Regions from separate parts of the Mus musculus genome. Here regions 1, 2, 3 and 5 are each linked to region 4. Evidence: chromatin contacts called from public Micro-C and capture Hi-C data. All regions are on one chromosome and are shown on one strand. Each heading gives the region's core, a stretch centred on a gene start, on an enhancer-like site or on the middle of the called end of the contact. The rest is flanking DNA. Distances are from core to core; before and after follow the strand shown.

What was found. A called contact is a pair of places that touch in the nucleus more often than the background predicts. Capture Hi-C pulls out chosen DNA fragments and counts their contacts.
Region 1: a contact with region 4 is called in a Micro-C map of embryonic stem cells, with 2.2 times the contacts expected there. The contact joins the promoter of P4htm here to the promoter of Col7a1 in region 4. A contact is called at or near these places in 2 of 39 promoter capture datasets (liver and stem cell-derived epiblast-like cells) and 2 of 484 Hi-C or Micro-C datasets (both in embryonic stem cells).
Region 2: a capture Hi-C map of embryonic stem cells shows a contact between it and region 4, with 3 times the contacts expected there. The contact joins the promoter of Wdr6 here to the promoter of Col7a1 in region 4. A contact is called at or near these places in 2 of 39 promoter capture datasets (embryonic stem cells and stem cell-derived epiblast-like cells), 1 of 484 Hi-C or Micro-C datasets (embryonic stem cells) and 3 of 9 other capture datasets (adipose tissue, embryonic stem cells and pancreatic islet).
Region 3: a capture Hi-C map of embryonic stem cells shows a contact between it and region 4, with 2.3 times the contacts expected there. The contact joins the promoter of Prkar2a here to the promoter of Col7a1 in region 4. A contact is called at or near these places in 11 of 39 promoter capture datasets (HPC-7-derived erythroid cells, cranial neural crest, embryonic stem cells and 6 more), 2 of 115 datasets of contacts at active chromatin or transcription factors (embryonic stem cells and pancreatic cancer cells) and 4 of 9 other capture datasets (adipose tissue, embryonic stem cells, liver and 1 more).
Region 5: a Micro-C map of embryonic stem cells shows a contact between it and region 4. The contact joins the promoter of Slc25a20 here to the promoter of Col7a1 in region 4. A contact is called at or near these places in 1 of 15 datasets of contacts at CTCF or cohesin (embryonic stem cells), 4 of 484 Hi-C or Micro-C datasets (cortical neurons and embryonic stem cells), 2 of 115 datasets of contacts at active chromatin or transcription factors (both in embryonic stem cells) and 3 of 9 other capture datasets (adipose tissue, embryonic stem cells and pancreatic islet).

The regions. Positions count from the first base shown.
Region 1 is chr9:108,595,620-108,600,469 of GRCm38.p6, forward strand. It overlaps P4htm (prolyl 4-hydroxylase, transmembrane (endoplasmic reticulum)), which reads right to left and starts at 1,993. Exons shown (of 9, transcript NM_028944.4): 1 at 1,589-1,993; 2 at 1,280-1,361. The coding sequence starts at 1,945.
Region 2 is chr9:108,576,895-108,581,254 of GRCm38.p6, forward strand. Wdr6 (WD repeat domain 6) reads right to left here and starts at 1,819. Exons shown (of 6, transcript NM_031392.3): 1 at 1,600-1,819. The coding sequence starts at 1,699. P4htm (prolyl 4-hydroxylase, transmembrane (endoplasmic reticulum)) reads right to left here. Exons shown (of 9, transcript NM_028944.4): 6 at 3,825-4,010; 7 at 3,122-3,212; 8 at 2,822-2,945; 9 at 1,968-2,414. The coding sequence ends at 2,194.
Region 3 is chr9:108,689,729-108,694,297 of GRCm38.p6, forward strand. Prkar2a (protein kinase, cAMP dependent regulatory, type II alpha) reads left to right here and starts at 2,415. Exons shown (of 11, transcript NM_008924.3): 1 at 2,415-2,984. The coding sequence starts at 2,729.
Region 4 is chr9:108,951,935-108,956,448 of GRCm38.p6, forward strand. It overlaps Col7a1 (collagen, type VII, alpha 1), which reads left to right and starts at 1,652. Exons shown (of 119, transcript NM_007738.4): 1 at 1,652-1,702; 2 at 1,810-1,898; 3 at 2,396-2,576; 4 at 3,261-3,420; 5 at 3,509-3,602; 6 at 3,695-3,856; 7 at 3,958-4,121; 8 at 4,196-4,325; 9 at 4,428-4,514. The coding sequence starts at 1,811.
Region 5 is chr9:108,659,161-108,663,979 of GRCm38.p6, forward strand. Slc25a20 (solute carrier family 25 (mitochondrial carnitine/acylcarnitine translocase), member 20) reads left to right here and starts at 2,976. Exons shown (of 9, transcript NM_020520.5): 1 at 2,976-3,172. The coding sequence starts at 3,068.

The DNA.
Region 1 (4,850 bases), core at 743-3,242, 360 kb before region 4:
TTAGTTCATAATGTTGTTCCACCTATAGGGTTGCAGATCCCTTTAGCTCCTTGGCTACTTTCTCTAGCTCCTCCATTGGGAACCCTATGATCCATCCATTAGCTGACTGTGAGCATCCACTTCTGTGTTTGCTAGGCCCCGGCATAGTCTCACAAGAGACAGCTACATCTGGGTCCTTTCAATAAAATCTTGCTAGTGTATGCAATGGTGTCAGCGTTTGGATGCTGATTATGGGGTGGATCCCTGGATATGGCAGTCTCTACATGGTCCATCCAGAGATCTCTTAATGCTCTCTACAAACTCCATTCCTTAGCAGCCAAAGGCAGCCCTGGGTCTGCTGATTCACACCACCAAGGCCATGTATAGATTGTTTTTGTTTTGTTTTGTTTGTTTGCTGTCATTGTTGTTTTGATACAGGTTTTTCTCTGTGTAGTCTTGGCTGTCCTGAAACTTGCTCTGTAGATCAGGCTGGCCATGAACTCAGAGATCTACTCGCCTCTGCCTCCGAAGTGCTGGGATTAAAGGCAGGTGCCACCACTGCCCAGCTAGGGTTGCAGAAATTTAACCCAGGCAAGGTCTGTGGACATAGTGCCCTCCCCATGTTGACATTGATAGTCTTTGGAGGACTTGGGGGGGTCTCCACAACACCATGGTTAGGTGTTTGAAGCCTATCATCTACTAAGAACTCAGAAAACAGGAGCTGTGTGTGATGTGGCTAAAATGGGTCACCCTAATAGGCTCTGCCCATGAAGGGTGAAAGACAGGAGTCCTAAGAATCTTGAATACTGGAAGCAAGAAGTTGGGCCTTTGAATGGTGCCCCTCTGGGGGGGGGGGGGCCGCTGGCTTTGAGGGTTGTCAGTTCATTCCAATATGGACGGCCTGATTCTCATCAGACCACAGGATTAGCTTTGGGAATGTGATCTCCCCAGAGGCCCCCGGGTCAGCTGGCACCTGGTTATCAGTCTCTCACCCTGCCCTGATCTGGAAGGTGATAGATTCGTAGCACAGACTGCCCAAAGATAACTTCAATAAACAGTTGGAACATTTGTCTCAGGGTCGTGCTGCCCAGCCTATGATGGAAGGGTCCGCTGAGGGAAGTGTGGAAAACGAACCTCTCTGTCCGGTTACGGAAAAGGAAGCTCTATTTTAGTAAACTGGATTCAGAGAGCGCATCTACGAAGCAGCCATGTTCAAAATAGTAAACACACGGTCAAAAGAAGCCTTGGGGTGGACACTGCAGCCTCCCCGGCCCTTCCCAGAAGTGTCCTGCAGACTTACCAAAAAGCAGCGGCTTGAGGCTGAGGGTTCGGATGAAGTGATCCCTGCCCGCGACCACCTGGACTTTCCGCTCATATCCCACCTAAAGGAAAAATACACAGCAGGCAGCTGGTGTGCCAGGCCGCACTGCTCAAGAAAAAGTCCCGTGTCAGGGAGCGACAGTAGCAAAGTAAGTAGGCGCGCGCGTGACCCGCACACAGTGATGCGTGGGGCACCGTGGTGGCCCAGAGCTGAGCCACGGTTCCTTCTGGCTCGGCTTGGCAGTGCTTGAAGCTCCGCTCGGGGCGGGAGAGGAGGGGATGTTCTTACCTTGATGCCCTCCAGCCGGGTGAGGGGACCCAAGGTTGGCACTGGCTGGGGGCTCTGCTCGCGGCGCTGGGGTCCGGGGTCTGTGCTCTCGTCTCCGTTGCTGTAGTGCACGAAGAGCAGCAGGGCCAGCACGTTGCCCAAGTACAGGTGCACGAACACCATCAGCACCAAGAAGTAGGCACGGGAACAGATGCCCCGCGGCTTGCACAGTGGCCGCACCGGGGCGTCTTCACTATCGCCTGGTCTGGTCGCTGCCCCGGAAGGGCGATGCTCCGGTGGTAGCGGCCACTGAAGATTTGAGGCCTCCTCGACTGTCTCAGCCTCAGGCCGCTGCACGGTCGCCACCGCTGCCGCCATGGCGCCCAGGTCGCGCGCGCGCCCAGGGGAGGGGCCGCGGGGGTGCTCGCGTTGCGCAGTCGCTGGGACCCGGACGGCAGAGTCAGCGCGCCCGGCGGTCACTAGGAGACGGTGCTCCGGGATGCTGTGCCTACACGGAGCCGCACCCATCGGTCCATACTGAGATCCTGGGACCTCGCTCACACCCGGCTGGTCGTTTATGGAGCTGTATATACTCCAGTGCAGAAGGCCATCCACAAACATGGAGGCACATCAGCGGAGCACCGTTAGGACAGACACCATTGCAACTAGTAGTTTCTTGGTTCCCGGGAGAAGACGCCCCCCCCCCCCCCCCCCGGCCCCAGAAAGTGTAGTGGGCATTTTCTCACTCTTGGGAGAAGGGAGTCAGAGAGTGATAGAAATGGGACATACGACATAGTGGGATGCTGAGGCCAATGACTGCACACTGGATGATGAGATTATAGAGCAGTTCCCACGAGTTCGATTTATTTAACTAAAACATTTTATGTCTATGGGGTGGTTTGTTTATGGGTATGTGCACTCCATGCATGTCTGTATATGAGGACAGAAGGGGCGTTGGAGCTGGAGAGACTTACAGACGTTTTTAAGTCTCTATGTTGGTGCTGGGACTAGAACCGGTGTGTTCTCCAAGATGGATCTTAGCTAAAGAGCCTCTCTCCAGCTTCCGTTTTTGCTTTTATTAAAATTTTTTTCTTGTTGTTTTTTGTTTGTTTGTTTGTTTTGTTTTGTTTTGTTTTTTCGAGACAAGGTTTCCCTATGTAGCCCTGGCTGTCCTGGAACTCACTTTGTAGACCAGGCTGGCCTCAAACTCAGAAATCCCCCTGCCTCTTGCCTCCCGAGTGCTGGGATTAAAGGCATGCACCACTACACCCGGCTTATTATTAAATTGTTTTTAAACAATACACACAAACAAAAAACCAAACCAAACCAAAAAAAAAACCAAAAACAAAAAAACAAAAAAAACACCCCAAAACAAAAACCAACCCAGACAGGGTCTCATATAGTTCAGGCTTGCTCATCAAACTTGAAAGGAGCAGAGGATAAATTTATTCTCCTGCCTCCACCTCTCAGATGCTGAAGTTAGGGCTGGAGAGATGGCTCAGTGGTTAAGAGTACTGATTGCTCTTCCGAAGGTCCTGAGTTCAAATCCCAGCAACCACATGGTGGCTCACAACCATCAGTAATGAGATCTGATACCCTCTTCTGGAGTGTCTGAATATATATATTTTAAAATGCTGGAGTTACTAGGTATGCACCAAGATATTCAAGATATTCTTGAAGGTCCTTCGGCAGTCAGACTGGACCACTGAGGGAATCCTGCAAGTCAGACTTTGGTGAGAGGCTGCCCAGGGTGCCCAGGTTGGGCTCCACCCAGTGTCCCTCAAAATGAAGCAGGTGCTGTTTGTGACGCTTGCCTTAGCTCCTGGATGGGAAGAGGGAGGGTGGAAGGCTTTCCCCTAATCAGGACACCTCTGAAGAAAATAAAACTCAGATTATAAAGCAGCGGCCAAGGCATTTTTTTTTAAAACAGTAATTTTTCACAATGTATTATTAATTTTATATCTGATTCCCAGTAAATTCATGCTTGCTTTCTTTCTCTTCTTTCTTTCTTTTCTTCCTTTCTTTCTTCTGTAGCTGTCTTCAGACACTCCAGAAGAGGGAGTCTTGTTTCAGATGGTTGTGAGCCACCATGTGGTTGCTGGGATTTGAACTCCCGACCTTCAGAAGAGCAGTCAGGTGCTCTTACCCACTGAGCCATCTCACCAGCCCAAGGCATTTTCTTTTGAACGCTGCTCTTAGGCTGACCTATGTTCCCCCCTCTCCCAATGCAGTAAAGTGCTATATCGACAGCTCACTTCCAACATTCTACAATGGCAGGCTTCTTCAGGGTCACTAAATGCCAGAAGTTTATTAGCTAATCTAGTTATCCTTGAGTACTTTGTTAATCTTCCTAACCCAGAAGATGATAGGTACTGGAGTTTTCTGGGTCAGAAGGAAATAGGTAGCAATAAGCGATCAGCACCAATGGTCCTCCATCTTCATAAGAAGAGGGAACAGAGATCTCTGGTAGCACGGCACACCCCTACACACAAGCAAAAGCAATAAGGACATGGCTTCTTGCCCCAGAATTTATTTTTAGTGTGTGTTCATGGCAGCTGAAGACTGATACTGATAACTTCTTTCATCCTTCTCTACTATATTCACTGAACAGGCTTTCTCACTTGAACCCAGGGTCCACCAACTGAGCTGGTCTCATTAGTTAACTTGCTCTGAGGACACCAGACCCACCTCCTCACTACTGGGATTATGACTGCAGTGTCTAACTCAGCCTTTATTTACATGCCGGGGATCTGAACTCTGGACCTCAAGCTTTACCCACAGAACTATCTCCCAGCTGCCTAAACTTAATTCACAAAGGAATGTTAATGACTGCTATAATGTTTTAGTCTCCAATCTGAGCATGGTGGTACACACTTGTAGTAATCTCAGCACTTAGGAGGTGAAGGCAGATCCTGTCTCAAAAACTGTGATTTAAACAGACAAATCTCTACTGCCCACTTGGAACATTCCAATTTCTTAGTTGGGTGTAGTAGAACATGCCTGTAACCCCAGTACACGTGAGGCAGAGCCAAGAGGTTCTCTCCCACATTCCTGAGCAGGTTCCAGGGTTTCCTCCTCTACAGTTTTCTCTATTTACTCAGGTCAGGAGCCAGGCTTTTTTTTTTTTTTGTTTGTTTGTTTTTTTCCGAGACAGGGTTTCTCTGTATAGCCCTGGCCTGCCTCTGCCTCCCAAGTGCTGGGATTAAAGGCCTGCTTTCCTTTCCCTTTGAGACACAGTCTCACTATGAAGCAGCCTAGGCTAGCCTTGCCTTCCTCATCTCAG
Region 2 (4,360 bases), core at 569-3,068, 370 kb before region 4:
TAATGACAGTCACTAGGATTTCCTCTGGTGCACACCATCCTTACACTTCAGATGGAAAGCCCTTGCTCTGCTCTAGCCCAAACTCTCAGCTCCACCTGCCTCTGCATGCATTTTCCAGATTCTCCCTCCCTTAGGGAAAAGGCTGTGTCGACCTTTGCACCCTTTAGCCATCAGCATCCTTCATCAGTCTAATCCCTGAGGCTCAACAGAGGCGATGGGGTGGGTAGGTATGTGGTTTTGTGTGTGTGTGTGTGTGTGTGTGTGTGTGTGTGTTTGTGTGTGTGCATGCGTGCTGAAGCTGCCCACACTTTGGCAGGCAGGGGTGAGGCTTGCATTCTGGCCCCACCCCTGGACAGCTGTGAGATCGTCCTTTGTATGCGACTGAGACTTAAAAGCAACAAGGCTTGGGAGGAGAGATGAGGTGCAGGTATTAAGAACCTGGACAGCATTTAACACAGCAGAATCAAAGCTAGCGTCTTCTGAGTTAGGAACATTCCTAACTTGTGCTCAAGAGGGGCTTGTCCAGGGCCTCCCTCTATACAAATCCACATACTTCCCGGGGAATCTCTTACACCCCCATACATGTGTATAGAACCCACAGACGTTTTCTAGAATGGGACTCTCAGCTCCCTTTTGGTCATCTTGCAGCCGTTTGTTTCCCACGATCTCCTCCTCCTCGGACTCGTCAGGATTCCTCATTACCTTACTCCTCTCTTAATGTCTCTTTCTTCAAAATTCTACGGATTTCATTTCCTGAAGTTTGCCGGTCCCACCTCCAGAGAGTTTAGCTCACTGGAGCAACCCAATGTTTGCACTTGCACACACACGCACGCACACGCACACACACACATCAACTCTAGAATATACCCTCACCACAAGACAAACACGCAGCCCTGCTGAGGCTAATAATGGCTGACCCAAGGCCTAATTGTCAGTGCCAAGGGTCCTTGTAAAACCCAACACCACCATCACCAAAGGATGGCTTCGCATCAGGCCCTACTGCTTCCAGGACACTTGGCACCTCAGAGCCATCTCAGACCTTTACCACCAGACACTGAGACATGTGATTACTAACCCAGTTGGCTCAGACCCCCCAGTTGGTTCTCCAGAGGAACCTAAGCCCCAGCCTCTCTGGATACTGCTCTACTCAGAAAGCAATTTTTTGGCCCCCTCATCTTTGGGGGCGGAGCTTCAACCCTCTCCAGAAGCCACACTCCCGCCACACCCCCTGAGGCTGCCCTTTTTTTTTTTTTCTTCCTCTCCAGGGGTTTTGATCATTTGCGTTCACCTGAGGGTGCAACGTCCCTCCCCCAACATGGAACGACTGCGTCCCCCACACCTTCAAGCGTCTCTGTCCACCCTTTCCAAGCTGGCTGCAATTTATGAAGAGCTGCCACTGTCTCTCGAGCCCCGCCCTCCTCCGCCGGCCTGTGTTTCCCGCCACCTCCGAACCTGCCTTATTCCCCCCACTCCCACCCCTCGCCAGTCCCCAGCCCGCTGCCCATCCTCCTCCCCAGGGCATCCCTTTGTCCGGTGCGACCACCCAGGGAGAGGCTAGTTCTTCGCCCGCTAGCACGACTAGAGCCGACCAAGCCTCACCCGCCAGCAGCCTGTCCCCAACACACTCCAGACCCGTAACCGGGAGGAGTATGAGCTCGGAAGTCGCCCGCGGCCAGACATAGTCCCCGAAAGCGTCCATGACGTTCCTGGAGCTGCTGTGGCTGCCACGGACAAGAAGAGAGCTGCGTTCTCGCGAGAACCAGCCGTCTGGAGAGCCGCGCTGCAGAGCTCCGAAGCCCTTAGCTACAGGTAGCAAAGCCCTGGCGCTGGGCTGCGGACGTCCAATGACGACCCTGTCCCCCACGCGATCCCGCTCCTGATTGGCCGGATCAGAGTCACCCCCCCACACACACACACATGAGACTAGCCGGGAGGGGCGGTGGGCCTCCCCTCCCCCAAGCGGGCGCTTAGCTCGCCGGCCCCTGGCTGGAAGCCCTGTAGTTTTATTTAACGGAGCAGCATGGAGGCTGTACACCAATAAATAACGTGAATGTAGGAACTGCGCCTTTGATCGCGGCTGCAGGCAGGGAGGGCTAGGGCAAGAGGTCGGCCAGAACTTCAGTCTGCAGTAGGACAGAGGACCTGCAGGGTCTTTGACGTTGGGCAGCGGGTGATTCGCATCAGGGCCTTGCGTCAGAGCTCCACACGGGCATCACTGTAGGCTCGGTCCAAGGCCCACTCGGGTTGTGAGTCCATGCCACCTTCCCGAGCCAGACGAGCCATCTCCTGCTGGAACAAGGCTTGCCGTGCCCGGCTAGGGTCCACATTGATCCAGTTGTTAGCGATCCACTTGGTGCCGCGGGTGACCAGGCAGCCCCCATGCAACGAGTAGTCGTCCACTTCACCCACCCAGCCTGGGGTAAGAAGGTGACATGAACAAAGGACAAGTTAGGGAGGGGAAAACCCTAGATTGGCTCAGCCTGAGCTGTGCACACATCTAATCCCCATGGAAGGACTTGGCGTCTCACCCACTAAGGCATGGTCAACATACTGGCCCTTAAAATTAACCAAGCTTCCTTGCTTCTGAGCTTGGCTATAGCTCTTCCCAGCCTGGGTTGTGGAGAGAAGTTTCCCTGCCCCAGACAGCAGGAAGGCTGGTGCGCAAGGACGGTGGGCGGAGATAACCGAAGATACTGTACTAGTGCTACTGTGCTTTGAAATCCCTGGCTATGGAAGACAGGAACAGTCCTCCAGGAGAGCAGGAGGGAGAGATGAGTTCCCTCAGAGAAGCCCAAGACCTGGCCATGAGTAAAGCCCTCACCTTGCCCATCAGGAAGGTAGTTGTACCAAAAGACTGCAGTTCCTTGCTGGGGCTTGACACGAAGGTTGCCCTTGTCACAGTGCCTTCGAGTGTCCCGGAGATCGACATCATCCTGAATCAGACTCTGTAGGCAACAAGGTGAGGCTGTTTGTGGACTGCCTGCCATTGCAGGACCAGGCAGCCAAGGTTGGCTGGAGGGAAAACAGGCAGATGTGCCCTCGTCCCAGCTCTGGAAGGGTGTGTACACACTTGCCCAAGGCCCTACCAGCCCAAGAGTAATAACAGCTCACTGGCCCTTACCATTTCATCATAGGTCCTGTTGTCTGCCACAGGGAAGACGGTCTCACCCCCACCGGTGACATTGTTCAAATAAAACAGCACTGTCATGTAGCTGTAAGGCAGGGGGAGGCTGCTGAGTAGATCCCCAACATTCCCACTTGTGGGCAGGATACCCAGGGCCCACAGGGTCAGGCTAGGATAGCTAAGACATCTCCAGCCCTCTTCCCCACAGAGTCACTCTCCTTGTGTGGCCAAGATCGCAGGTGCACTTAGGTAAGTTTGTGACCTTAAACCAAAGATCTGGCTGGGGAAAGTAAGCTGATAGAAGCAGGAATATCATGTAAAGTCTCCTTGCAACTGGGAGGACTGAGCCAGAAAGCCACAAGAAAACCTAACTTTGTGCAGGCAGGAGGGTACAACTGTAGAAACTGAGGCAGGGACCTCCAACAATGGAGTCAAGACCAGTGCTTACAGGGCCAATTTCCAGTATCTGTAGATATCTAGATCTGTTTTCATTTGAATAGATACAGTGGCCAGGAGCTACCACTTTCCAGTTACTCCATAAAGAGTGAAGAAGAGACTTGGGGGAAAGGTAGGGGTATGGCTGACCAAATGGCCCAGTGTATCCTTGGTCCAATAGCAGGTAATACATGTCCTCAAGGTACCCAGTCTGGGAACTGAAGCCCCACCTCCCTACCCCCCCCCCCCCATGGGAGGTACTTGCCGACAGGAGGTCTCAAACGGTACAGATTCATTGGCTACCAGCTTGGTATGGGAGCAGATGGTCTCTGGGTACACGGGTCCGCTGTCCACATGGGCATGGTAGTGACCTCCCTCACCATATCGTACAACCTGTAGTGGCTCACTGAACTCCACAATCTCCGGGGAGAGGCGAGTGAGGCGCAGGACCCTGGTAGGCAGCAGGTATTTCAGCAGGATGGCCACCTGAAGGAGCTGACCAAGGTGCATCCTGGGCCAGCCACAAGCTTCACCCCTGCTCACCTCCCCTGGAAGTCCCACGAGCCACGCTGGACTTGATTTCTAAGAGCAGGAAGGCTGTCATGTAATGATTTAATCGTCATGGGCTTGCCTAACATGTACAAGGTCTTAGATTTGATCCTAGCACGCCAGCCTCTGTTTTTATTTTTTGTTTTCTTTCTGTTATTATTTAGATAGGATCTGATGCAGCCCCGTGTCGGCCTGGAACTCTGTAGCCTAGGCCAATCTTAAACTCCTGATGCTTCCGTCTCTGCCTCCCAA
Region 3 (4,569 bases), core at 1,165-3,664, 260 kb before region 4:
TTTATATGGATGAATGTTTTGCCTCCACGAATGTATCTTCACTGCATCTGTTGAGGTCTGTATCCTTTGTAGTTCCCCTGGAACTGGATAGTTTGTGACAGTATGTGGGTTCTGGGAGTCCAACCCAGATCTTCATGAGAACAACTGTTCTTACCACTGAAAGAACATCTCCAGCTCTAGCCTGCTTTTTTTTTTTTTTTTTTTAATTTAAGATAGAGATTCCTCTGTGTTGCCTAGGTTTGTCTTAAATTCCTGTGTGCAAGAGTGATTTTTTTTCCTGCCTCATTCTCCTGAGTAATGGGATCTACAAATGATGTGTTACTATACTAGGTTAGGGTGCCCTCTGAATGCTGTCTGTTGGACAGATGGATGGTTAGGCTGTGCTGAATCTGTTTAACAGGTCAGGAAAACCAGACTGTTTCTGACAGAGGCCAATAGGGTTTCAGTGTACCGGGAGACCCTGTCCACACCCAACTCTGTCAACAACCTTTCTCTTCTCTATTTTGTAATTGAGGTCAGAGTCCTAACTCTTCATTTGCCTGTGCCCCATTTAAAACATGTAAGACATGATAATGTGGGAAGACTGGAACTTGGAGTTGTGAATTTACCTTTCCACAAGCTTGGCTGTAGGGTTGCTTGCAGAGAGGCAATTCCCTTGGTAATATGGTGCAGTGGTGGGGGGGGTCACATCTAGGTTTTTTGGATTGTAATGGCAAGATTTGAATCCTGGAAAACTTTTAAGAGTTGGCTAGACTGGGCCGTGGTGGTGCACATCTAATCCCAGCACTCAGGAGACAGATCTCTGAGTTCAAGGTCAACCTGCTCTAAAAAGTGAGTTCCAGAACAGCCAGGACTACACAGAGAAATCCTGTTTTGAAAAACCAAACCAACAACCTCTCCCCTCCTCCCATACCCCCCCAAAAAGAGCCAGTCTGCTCAAGAGAAGACCCATCTCCACTGTGTTGCTTTGCTTTTTTGTTTTTGATTTGAGATAGTTTCATGTAACCCAGGCTAGACTTGAATTATGTAGCAGCTTTGAAAGAAATGATACATATTATGAGACTGAAGTCAGGAGAGCAGTTTCTGCTTCTTTTGTTGCTGAAATGTATCATTTGTTCCTTCTTCATTCATTCATTCATTCATTCAGTCTTCACAAGTATGCTGTCAGTGCCTCCAGCCAGCATGCTGGATACTGCTTCGCCGCCACTCAACATACATTCAGGGACACATAGCTGTTTGTAGTCTCAGGTCTACCTAGCTTACAGCCTGGACTGGCCCCTACATTGAGTACCTCAGTAAGGTGTTCCCCTGTCACCATACACAGCTCAGTTCCCAGCAGCCTGAGGTTTTGGGTTTGTGCCAGGCCTTTATGGGCGGTGCTAGTGGAGATCTTAATTAATACTGGTTAATTACCAGGTGGTGCTTAACAATCCCAATACCCTTCAGGTTCCCAAGCTCACGAGTTGCTGGCTGGTTCCGGCAGGGAGAGGGAGAACAGTATTCTCGCTGGCTCTTTGGCCAGCACCTAGGCTGGATATTCCAGAAAGGTCTGTAACTTCTTTTGTTCAAGTTTGGTGACAGGAGGAAACAAGTTGAGGAACAGCAGGTGCCTCTCTAGTTCACCTCTGCCCTCTTCCCAAAGGCAAAAGACAACACGGTCTGTGGTCTGCTCAACTTCACCAAGTAGTGTGGCCCAGGGTTGAGTGGGGAGGAAGGAGGACTCTAAGTCTAGGCCTGAAGACCAAGATGGAAGTGTCCAAAAGGAGGAACAAGCCCCGAGGTCTGTCCAGCTCCTGGCATTATTCTGCTTTCTTACTGCCCACAATCGGCTGAGCGAGCTCTTTCAGGGTTATTTCTCTGCTTGAGGCTCACAAGTGACTATCTCACTGAAACTTTTACTTCCTACAAAGCCTTCCCCCTTTGACATCTCACGACGTCATATTAGACTCCTTAGGACCTCAGGCAGTCAGGCACGCATCGTTCTACCTGTCAGTCAAGGTGGTTCTTCTGACTTGACTAGGTCTTTGTTCCTGTTGTACAGGACTTTCCTCCAGATCGTTCTCTGGGCAAACCTGCTCAGTACTTTAGGCTTAGCATTAATGTCGTTCCCTAGAGTAAGCCCTCTGGCCCTCCACTAGAGCAGGGGTCAAGGTGAGGTGGTCCTGTGTCACTTCAGTGACCCTGGCACTCCTTTAAGAGGCTCGCAGCATGCTCCGAAAGCATGAGTGAAAGGTTTTTGTGACCAGGCGAGACGCACTAACCAGCCCGCCTCGCAGCCGGGCCACTCTTTCCTCATCTCCGGGGCCTCCCGCACCTTGACCATGGGCTGCTCCGAGAGCGGGAGGCTCAGCGGCGCACGCGCACTCTGGGCCAGCTCCTGGCCGGGGACGCGCACGCCCGCGGCCGCGTGCGTCACAACCCGGGCGCCTGCCGCGCCCGTCCAGCTTGCCTGCCCGGCGGTCCCCGCGGCGGCGGCGGCGCGGCGGCGGCAGCGGCGGCGGCTGCGGCCGGGTGACAACAGCAGCGGCGCCAGGCTGGCTTGCTAGCGGAAGGGTCGCGCGGCCCGCACAACAAACTCAGACCCGGCCAGAATAAGGCGCGACGCGAGGAAGGCCGAGACGGGCCGCGCGGGAGACCGCGGGCGCGGAGTGACAGGCCGGCGTGAGGGAGCGCGCAGGTTGCAGCCGCCGGCCGCCCGGACCCGCCGGGCCCCTCGGACGTCGCAGGCATGAGCCACATCCAGATCCCCGCGGGGCTCACGGAGCTGCTGCAGGGCTACACCGTGGAGGTGCTTCGGCAGCAGCCGCCCGACCTCGTCGACTTCGCGGTGGAGTACTTCACACGCCTGCGCGAGGCCCGCCGCCAGGAATCAGACACGTTCATCGTCTCCCCGACGACCTTTCACACGCAGGAGTCCAGCGCAGTCCCCGTCATCGAGGAGGACGGGGAGAGTGACTCGGACTCGGAAGATGCCGATCTGGAAGGTAGGCGGGCGGGGCAAGGCCGAGGTGCGATGTGGGCACCGAGTGAAGGGTTCAGGGAGGGACCCGAGGGCCGACCAGGGGTGCCCTGGGCTCGGCTCCCGGCCTTACCCTGGGCCGAGACCCGAGAGCTCTCCAGCCCAGCTGCTTGGGTTCCCCGGCGTGTGAGCATTCCAAATTGAGCTCCGCGGTTCTCTGAGCCCGAGCGTTCACGGAGAGTGATTTGTCAGATTCTGCCTTGAATGAAGCGTGCGCGTTCTTTGGTCCGCGTGGTGGCGCGGAGCTTGAGTCGGTCCCGCCAGAAGCTGCTCTGCCTCTTTGCCTTAGACCCCATAGCCTGCTTGCTTTCCGAAGACAAGAGCACCAGCACCCGGCAGCTCGCCCCGAATAAACCGGATGATCATTTCATTTGCAAAGAATTCCGTTTTGGAAGAGTTATTGCTGAAAACTGTTGGAGACGAGGCCGATCGCCTTGATTAAGCAGGAACTCAGTAGGTAGTTCAAGCTGACCTCGAACTTGGGGTCAACTATCTACCTCTGCCTCAATGAAAACCTTATAAGCATACACATAAGAGGAACGATGAGCTGAGCCCCTCCCTAAATGCTGTCACTCACATTCAGTAGCTGAACCTCCTCCCCCAATACTGCCTGCCGCTCACATTCAACAGTTATCAATATTTTCACTATTGTTTTACCTATATATATATTTCCTCTCTCCCTTTGCTCAAGTATGTAAAGGAAATTTCAGTTATGCCATTTTATTCGTGTCCAGTTAATTATGCGTTCCTCCTTCTCTTCCTCCTCCTCCTCCTCCAAGTTTCGATATGGTTAAAACAATTGAATCAAACTGGCGAGCATAATCAATACCTCGATTCCAGTGTTGATTGCAGGGAAGTATACAAGTAACATTCTACTCATTTGATTTAAGTAAGACTGTCAAAGAGCAATTTTATTTCCTCGGTTGCTTCCACTTATGCTTTATTAACATAATAGAGTTAGCCTGCTTTAATTGTTTTAATTTTAATTAATCCCCCCCCCCTTTTTTTTGAGACAAAGTCTCACTGTGTAGCCTTGGATGATGTAGACCAAATTGGCTTTGACCTCATGAGATCTGCCTGCCTCTGCCTCCTGAGTAGTGCTGGGATTAAAAATGGGCAATCTATGCCCAACACCGGCAGATTTATTTTTCTTTATGTGTTTGTCTATCTGCCTCATGTATATGCATACTATATTAGGCAGCTCTCAGGCCAAAAGAGGATACAGATGGTTGAAAGCCACCATGTAGGTGCTGGGAATTAAAACAGCATTCCTTAGAAGAGCAGCCTGTGGCTTTAAGCACTGAGCCATCTCACTAGCCCTTTTATTTTCTGTTCCAGCGCTGAGCCTCCCTTCAGAGTATTAATGAGCGCAGGACTCCCACTTGGAATAATAAACTCTGGAGTTGGATGACAGCGATGGCTATCTTTTTGTCAGCTTTGCTGTGTTGCAAGGTTGTTTGCAGACTCCTGGCTCCTGCCTGCAAGTGTTCTTCCCTCTTTAACTTTTCTTTGGTTGCCTTCTGCTTTTGGTTGGATTTTGTACTTGCAAC
Region 4 (4,514 bases), core at 402-2,901:
CATGTGGTTGCTGAGAATTGAACTCAGGACCTCTGGGAGAGCACCCAGTGCTCTTAACTGCTGAGCCATCTCTCCAGCCCTGATGCCAATAGGCCAGGCTCACATATACATGTATGTTCATACCATACATGCCACATTCACCCTGTTGTTACCCACCTTGGCTGTGAGAGCATGCCTGGTTCTCTACTGCCCTCATCTGGAGCATACCACCTAGGGATGGGAGGTCCCAGGGACAATTCTGGGGAGACCTGGGTGTTGCAAAAAGGTTCGAGGACCTGTAAAGACACTGTGTCCCGGGATAGTTCTGAAAGTGGGGGTCTTCAGTGACAAGGAGAGCTGGAGCTTTCCTGACAACTGGGAAATTGAAACGGATGGTCCTCTGTGCCCTGAGGTTCGCCCATGCTAGAAAACTAAACACCTGCACCTGTCCCCATCTCCCCACTTAGCCTGTGGATCTGCGGGAGGTTGCAGGGCCAGGCATATTGGAAGCAGCCATGGTGAATGAGGGAATACTTTCTGGTCTGTGCTGAACTGTACAGGACTGACTAGGAAGCAGAGGAAACAGGGCCCAAATGGGGGCTAGTTTTCTTAGGAGTGTCCCTCTATATTGATGACACCCGCCTAGTCACCATGCATGTATAACCAAAGGAAATCATTAGGAAAGAGGGCTTGACCTGTGACTGGCAATGACTGTCCACACGAAAGGATCAAGAGGGGGGTCACATAGGGAGGGGAAAGTTAGATACCTTGAGGCAACAAGGAAAGGAGTGTCATGGTGTGGCCCTGCCCTAGTCAGGGAATTGAGTAGAAGGGGTGGAGGGGATTCTTGCAGGTTCTAATGAAGCCAAGTAGATGGGGAACCTGGCCTGAATCGTGGACAGGCCTTGCCAGTGGGAACGTGGGTATCAGGAGATGGATTCCTGAGAGATGAGCTGTCAGCATGGGTGGTCCATCCCCCCCCCCCCGCATATGGACAACCCTCCCTCTTTGCAGACACAGCTGGATGGCATCTGTCTAGGGTAAAAGACTCAGTAGGGAGTGAGCGGCACTGGGATGAACAAATATGAACACGCATGGCACAAGTTCTTTCTTCCAAAATGGGGAAGTGTTGCTTAGATCCAGCCCAGTGGAATCTTGGGGTCCCTAGGATAGTCCCATAGTCTCCTGTTTGCTGGGGGCTGCTTTGCCTGTCATGAAGGTTAGGGTGCGGCACAGGAGGGCCACCAGACAGAAGCATGGCTGATTCACGTTTGTCAAGACCTATAGCCTGAGGCTTTGTCTGGGCACCCCATGGGGTTAGGGGTGAGTCAGCGCCAGCTGCAGTATGTCCTACCTACCATCAGGCTGCTACCCCTATGGTCTGCTGGAACCTGTCCACATTTCAGAGAGCAGCAATGACTTCATTGGTCACTCTAACTAGAAAGCAGTCAAGACTTGGAACCCTAAGTAAGGTTGGGGTGCTCTTGAAGTGTCTGTCAAAACCCTGAGTGATACTCGAAAGTCTTGGGACCTGACCTTGCCCTTAAGTGCGTCATATCTTAAGTCCAGGAGAAGTGGGGTGGGGGAAGCGACCTCTGGGGAGGTGGGTGGGGGCGGGCCGCCAGGTCCCCGCCTGCTGCTCCGCCTCCTGGGATCAGGGACTTTTCTCCTCAGTGCCGGCAGGACTTGCTGCGGCGCGGGAGCAGGCTGACTCCTCGCACAGGCAAGATCGGGACTTGGGGTGGGGGGTACTCGGTTTCCACCCGCCAAAGGCTTGGGAGACAAGAGACAGAGAGGTTGGGTTCCTGGCTAACTGTTTCTATCACTCAGGATGAGGCTGCGACTCCTGGTCGCTGCGCTCTGCGCTGCAGAGATCCTGATGGGAGCGCCGGAAGTGTGGGCCCAGCCCAGAGATAGAGGTGGGCATCTTTCGGGGCTCAGCACCCTGTCTGTCACCTATGCATCTACTCAAACTTTATCCCTGACACCTTTCCACCGATGAGTCCCCCAAACTCTTCGTGGATTCTTCCTAAACTCCCTGAATTCTACTCTGCATTCCCCAAATTGCCTCCTATCCCATATGGCACACAAATTCTAGCTCCCTGGATGCAGGCTGATCCTCTGTCCTCAGCCACCGGACAACAGTCCCTCCACGCTGATTTCAGCCCCGCAGCTACACCCCTGCTTGCAGGTTATCCTCCCCCAAGGTGCTCCTGCCCTCCCTGAGAAGCTCTGTTCAGAGTCCCACTGCGGTTTCCTCCAACACTGGCAGAAATACGCCTACCTGGGCTCCGTTTGCAGAGGAACATAAAGCCTATTGTCCTTCCAGTCCCCAAGTCCCAGGGGACCTCAGTGCCTAGAGGATGGTGGGTGGCTGTATTCCCTAAAAGGTCATGATCTCTCCTCCCTGCTTCAGTGACCTGCACACGCCTTTATGCTGCTGACATCGTGTTCTTACTCGATGGCTCGTCGTCCATTGGCCGCAGCAACTTTCGAGAAGTGCGAGGATTCCTGGAGGGGCTGGTGCTGCCTTTCTCAGGAGCAGCCAGTGCACAGGGCGTCCGGTTTGCCACAGTGCAGTACAGTGATGATCCACAGTGAGTAGTCGACGTGGGGTCAGGACTGTAGGCCCCAAGACCCCTTAACAGGAAGGAGTCTAGAAATAGGCTTTGGAGAGCCCAGAAAGGCCCTCGCCAACACCTCTTCTGGAGAGAGGTGGGGATAACTTGGAAGAGTGTTCTTGTCCTAAAACACCTCTCAGTCAGTGTCCTGGGGTTGTGGTGGGGTGGGGGTGGGGTGGACAGGATGATTCTGCTTCCTGATCTGCATAGAGAGAGAGAGTCCAGGAGCTCCAGGCGTTGGGCTCCTGGTGGAGTCTGCATGTTTGGGCTCTGCCAGCTCTTCAGCCCTCTGTTCATCAGAAATGCTTTGTCTGGCCAGTGACCACTGTCCTGAAACTGAGCCCTTCCTCCTACAATTATTTAATCAGATATCCTGCCCACACACACCACCACCACCACCACCACCACCCCCGCCCCAGGCTAGGGACCTAGAGGGTTCCAGGCCTGTTGAGGCTCAGTGACATTGCTATGTCAAGCAGCATCTGAGGAGGCTGCTAACGTGGACACTTCCGCGGTAGAGGGCTGGGGGGGGGTGGGGTCTCAGAACCAAGGGTGCTTGCCTCAGAGCTCACTCATCTCAGTGGCCTCATCTCAGAGGCAGGGCTGGAAGAGATCATGACCCCCCCCCCCGCCTTGTGTTACCCCGTTTCCTCCCCTCAGGACAGAATTTGGTCTGGATACACTTGGCTCTGGGAGTGACACCATCCGAGCCATCCGTGAGCTCAGCTATAAAGGTGGTAACACTCGCACGGGGGCCGCTCTTCACCACGTTTCTGACCGTGTCTTCCTGCCTCGTCTAACACGTCCTGGTGTCCCCAAGGTGTTCCCTATAAACCTACCATGCCTGCAAATGTGACCCCAAAATAAATGTCTGAAACATCCCTGACTGCTCTTGGCACCCATCCCAGGTCTGCATCCTGATCACAGATGGGAAATCCCAAGATTTAGTGGACACAGCTGCCCAAAAGCTGAAGGGGCAGGGAGTCAAGCTGTTTGCTGTGGGTGAGAACCAAGTTGAGGCGAGAGGTCTGTTGGAGTGGGGGACCATTCAGAGAATGTGTAAGCAACTGAGCCCGGCTTGGGCATCACTTCAGGAATCAAGAATGCCGACCCTGAGGAACTGAAGCGTGTGGCCTCACAGCCAACCAGCGATTTCTTCTTCTTCGTCAATGACTTCAGCATCTTGAGGACCCTGTTGCCTCTCATTTCCAGGAGGGTGTGCACAACTGCTGGTGGTGTGCCTGTGACCCTGCCTTGTAAGTTTCTGCCTGTTCTGGGTACCCTAACCCCAGCCTGGGAGTGCCGACCTATGCACTCCTTGCCCATGACCTGATACTACCCCCAACCCCATTCACAGCTGATGACACTCCGTCTGGGCCCCGGGACCTGGTGCTCTCTGAGCCAAGTAGCCAATCCTTGCGAGTACAATGGACAGCAGCCAGTGGCCCTGTGACTGGCTACAAGGTTCAGTACACACCTCTGACAGGGCTAGGGCAGCCACTGCCAAGTGAGCGACAGGAGGTAAGGATATTAACAGTGACTGGTGGCTGCTAAGGACTTGGCTGGACAATGAGATGACCTTTGGCCCTGGGCAGGTGAACATCCCGGCTGGTGAGACCAGCACGCGTCTCCAGGGTCTCCGGCCACTAACGGACTACCAAGTGACTGTGGTTGCCCTCTATGCCAACAGCATCGGGGAGGCCGTGAGTGGGACAGCTCGGACCAGTGAGCAATTCTGTCAACCTTTGACCCCATTCTCCTAACCACCCAGCCCCTAAACCCCTTCTTACTTTTGGCTTTACCAATCCCTGGCGGGTTTTCCCTCAGCTGCCAAGGAAGGGCTAGAATTGAGCCTCCAGAACATCACATCGCACAGCCTCCTGGTGGCCTGGAGGAGGGTACCAGGTGCTAATG
Region 5 (4,819 bases), core at 1,726-4,225, 290 kb before region 4:
GTTACAAGGCAATCACACACCTTGCTCAGCTTGTTCTATCTGTGCTGCAATCAGGTCCTGAAGGTCGTGCAACAAGTTCTCTTAGCCACAGGGCCAAATCTCCCCCTTCCCCTTCCCCTTCCATTCTATAGGGGCTCATGATGCTGCCCACTCAGTCCTTTAAGAACCCATCCTTCATGCTGGCCGTGGTGGCACAGGCCTTTAATTCCCAGCACTCAGGAGGCAGAGGCAGGCGGATTTCTGAGTTCGAGGTCAGCCTGGTCTACAAAGTGAGCTCCAGGACAGCCAGGGCTACACAGAGAAACCCTGTCTCGAAAAGCCAAAAAAAAAAAAAAAAAAAAAAAAAAAAAAGAAAGAAAAAAGAAAAGAAAAGAACCTATCCTTCAGCATTCTCAGAGTGCTCACAACCATGTGTAGGGGTTGCTCTTTTTCCTGTGTCCCTCTTACCAGTTGTCAACCAGCCATGTTCTCAGACATTCTCCGAGCACCAAGGTGCAAGGAGACCAATAGCTGCTGCCCGTTTTTCCCTGGTGCCTCTGCTTCCTATTTCTTCTTCTGCCAAGTTCACACTCTCTAACCTGGGCTGCTATCATTATCTCAGCTGGCTTTGCTGCCCTAGTCTCTCCCCGACATAAACTGATTCAGTGAAGACAGACTTTCGATTGTGTCCCTGTTGGGTCTGAAATTCTTCCACCATGCCTCATTACCTCCTAAGAAAAGAGACAGGGGCTGGCGAGATGGCTCAGTGGTTAAGAGCGCCGACTGCTCTTCTGAAGGTCCCGAGTTCAAATCCCAGCAACCACATGGTGGCTCACAACCATCCATAACGAAATCTGATGCCCTCTTTTGGAGTGTCTGAAGACAGCTACAGTGTACTTACATATAATAAATAAATAAATCTTTAAAAAAAAAAAAAAAAAAAAAGAAAAGAGACAGGTGGGCTGGAGAGATGGCTCAGTGGTTAAGGACACTTCAACTGTCTGTAACTCCAGTTCCAGGCCATCTGAAACCCTCTCAGCAATGCACATAAAACATAAAATTAAATTTTATATATATATATATATATATATATATATACATATATATGACATGGTTTTTCTTTTTCTTTTTTTTTTGGTTTTTCAAGACAGGGTTTCTCTGTATAGCCCTGGCTGTCCTGAAACTCACTCTGTAGACCAGGCTGGCCTCGAACTCAGAAATCCGCCTGCCTTTGCCTCCCGAGTGCTGGGATTAAAGGCGTGCACCACCACGCCCGGCTATATGACAGTTTTTTTGTGTATTGTTTCAACTTCCTTGTCCTCCATTTTCCCATAGGTCTTTGGGACCAATCAACCGCCATCACTTCCTGATTCTAGTGTTCCTGACTCTCCCATCCCCTTTGAAGCCCTTGCTCATAGTGATTGCAGATTCTTTGGTCTCCTACTTCTTTGCTTATTTTGTAGGCCCTTCCTCATCTATTTGATCTCTAAACACTAGAAGGGGAAGGGTTTCAGGGGTTGTGAGGGTTCCCACTCTCTTGGTGATCTAATTTCACTCGTTAATACTGAATTTAACCACTAGCCCGAGCCTCTTTACAGAATCCTGGATCAGGAGATAGATCTATTAATAGAAATCTCAAACTAATTATGTCTAAAATGTCCTTTACCATCCTCTAATCTGCTTGACCCCATCTCTTCCCCAATCTCAGTTAAAGATGATGTCTTCTCTCTAGTTGCTAAGGCCAAAAACATTAGCATTGTCCCGTAAGCCTCTCTCACAAAACTTTTTCTAAAAAAAAAATATATATTTACTCATTTTTATTTTGTGTCCTTGAGTCTTTGCCTCCATGAATGTATGTGTGCTTGGTGCCCAAAGAGGCCCAAAGAGGGCATTAGGTCTCATGGAAGTATAGTTTCAGACAGTTCTGGGCTGCTACGAGGGTGCAGGGAACAGAACCCAGGTACTCTGTAAGAGCAGCCAGTTCTCTGAGCTGCTGAGCCAGCTTCTGCAGCTTCTGCATGAGTAGTGAGCAGAATGAATTTCCGTTCACTAACAGGTCCTTCGGGTTTTCCTTTAGAAAATATTCACCATTGGATCGCACCTCGTTAACAACTCTGCTATGTGCTGGTCCAAGCCAACATTTCTACTCATGACCTTTAACTTTCTCCAGCCCCCTGGATTTCCTCTGGCTGTTTTCACCAGCAGTTACAGCGATCCTGATTTTTGTCTGTTTGTTTTAAAATCCGATCTGAGATTGTTAGTCTCCATCTAAAACCTGTCATAGAAGAGACTGATGTCCTCACAGTTCCTCCTGATGAGTAGTCTCCGTTTCTCCTGTCCTCACTGGCTGCTCCACCATCCCACCGCACCCCATTCCCACCCCTGTGGCCTGTGGTTTCTCAGATTTGACAACACAGACATCTCAGAGTTTTCAAATTTTCTTTATCTTCTGCCAGAAAGGTCCTTCATCCTTTACCGGGTATCTTTAGACAGGACTCATTTCCATGCCCTAGATCTTAATCCTTTGCCTTCCTAATGAGAGCTTCTCTTGTTTAACAAATTAGTTACAAATTATTTGTCTCCCACACTTTACTTCTTCCCGGATTTATTTTCCTATAGAGCCATTTTTACCATAGGACATATGCCATTTTTAACTTAGTCAAGGCTTATCAAAGACAGGGACCTCTATGGGGTACCTCCACTCTTCAGCACCTAAAAAAAAAAAAGTGGCTGTCACGCAAAAGGGTGTATGCGACCTCTGGGGAGTGCACAGATGCATAGGACCACAGAGGACCAGAGAAAGAAAAAAACTCAAGTCCAAGAAGACTTCCTGGAGGAGTAAGTCCCTGACAATCATTCCCAAGCCCCTCCCATACATCATTAGGGAAAGAGCCCCGCCCACTAAGGAGGAGGGCAGCCGGAAGTAGACTTCAGGGCGGAAGCCAGGCTAGTACGACTGGGCCCTCTTTCCGACCTGCCCACGGCCCCGCCCACCTGAATGTAGGTGAAAGGTCGGCGGAGCCGCTCGGGCAGCGGAGCAAGACCAAGACTGCCCGGAGCTGACAGACAGACAGACAGAAGACTGAGCATGGCAGACGAGCCGAAACCCATCAGTCCGTTTAAGAACCTCCTGGCTGGCGGCTTCGGCGGCATGTGCCTGGTGTTTGTGGGGCACCCCCTGGACACGGTCAAGGTGCGCGGAGTGTGGACGGGGGCTTGTGGAGGAATGCCCCGGGGCGGTGTGTGTGTGTGTGGGGGGGGGGGGGGGGGTTACGTGGAAAGTAGGGACCGCCGCGAGGTGCTGCCTTTCTGAACAGAAGTGGAGCCGGGCTGATGGATGCTTCCTTCCGTGGGAAGTTTACAGAGGGTTGGTATGTAGTTTACTAGGAAGCGCTGCTTTACCTAACCCGGCCAGAGGCTCTGCATTCAACTCCCTGGCACCTCAAAACAATTTTTTTTTCCTCTCGAGAATCAATACGAAATAGACAGAGGCTGTACCTCGCGCCCTAAGAGCCCTACAGCTCCTATTTCAAGGTCTTCGGATGGCAGTCTTTTTTTGAGCCCTGCGCACTTCTTTGGAGATGAGAAAGAAAAAGCTGCTGTCTGTGCCCGGTTAACCCTGATATTGTTATAAAGATTGGAACAGGTTATCTGTAGACTTGACCTCCCCCACAAATTAAGGACAAAGGTGGCAGAGATGTCCTTTGACACAGTCTCGTAAAGCCGGTGTGTCCCATAGCCTATCTCTTGTGCACTTTTCTTTGCCTGAAGAGGCACCTGGCCATTTACAGCCAGTCATTCACTGCAGGGTAAGCTGCATAGTCACCCCCATAGCAAGCAATGACCAGCCAGGCTCAGGTGTGGAAATCGAGGGGACCTTTCTCTCCTCAGCCTTTTATTCTTCCTCTTGCTGTACTCTCAGCCAGGTCTTGTGGAGACTAAAATCTATATTCGATGACTTAGCTCATAGATGAGCTCATATAAGCTCGTAGCTTATAGGTTTCTTTTTTCTTCTTCTTCTTCTTCTTCTTTTTTTATGGACATAGACCTGAAAGGAAATGACAGGTCATAGCCAGGATGAGCCTGTGAGAAGAAGACATGAGTCTTTTGTGTGTGTGGATGGCGTGTTGCTGGGGGCTGGAAGCCAGAGAAGATGTGAATCTCATAAAGGTGGTAACCTCGGTTGGGGGCTTGATAGGATGTCAGATCCAGTTTCCTCTGAAAGAGAACAGTATCCAAGGGCTCTTCCTTGGCAGGCTTGACAGCAGGCTATCTCACGGCCTCTGTTCAAAGTGAGGCTCACCACAGACAGCTCATCCCGAGGAGACTCTGTAGTGTTCATCTGTGAGAAATCAGATCCTATCAGTAGCAAAGGCTGTGCTTCTTATTCTTAGTGCTCCTAAGACAGTGGCAGGTTCAAGTAGCTCTGTCTAGCAAGGGGGAGTTTGTTTGGCCTTTATTTCTAATCTTATTCTACAGAGGCAGAAATCTTGTCCTGCACACCTGAGACTTTTAAAAAGCAATATCCTGACTCCTTATATAAGTGTACTCCTCTCTCGTCTCCTCTTGCTCTTGATGTTACACCCAGCAAGGGCCTAGTGACCTCTGTACAGGATTATAAACGACTGAAAGTGCTCACTGGAGTCTTGACAGAGAGGATTTTCCTTTGCAGTATAAACCAAACCCATGGCTGACCACTGTCCTTTTGACCTCGGAAAGCTGGGTGGTTACCAACTAAAAGCTGATGCTTTTGTGATTTGGTGTTTGTTTTTGTATTTGTTTTTATTTGTGTTTTTTTTCCCCTTTGAAGACACAGTCTCATGTATCCAATGCTGGCCAA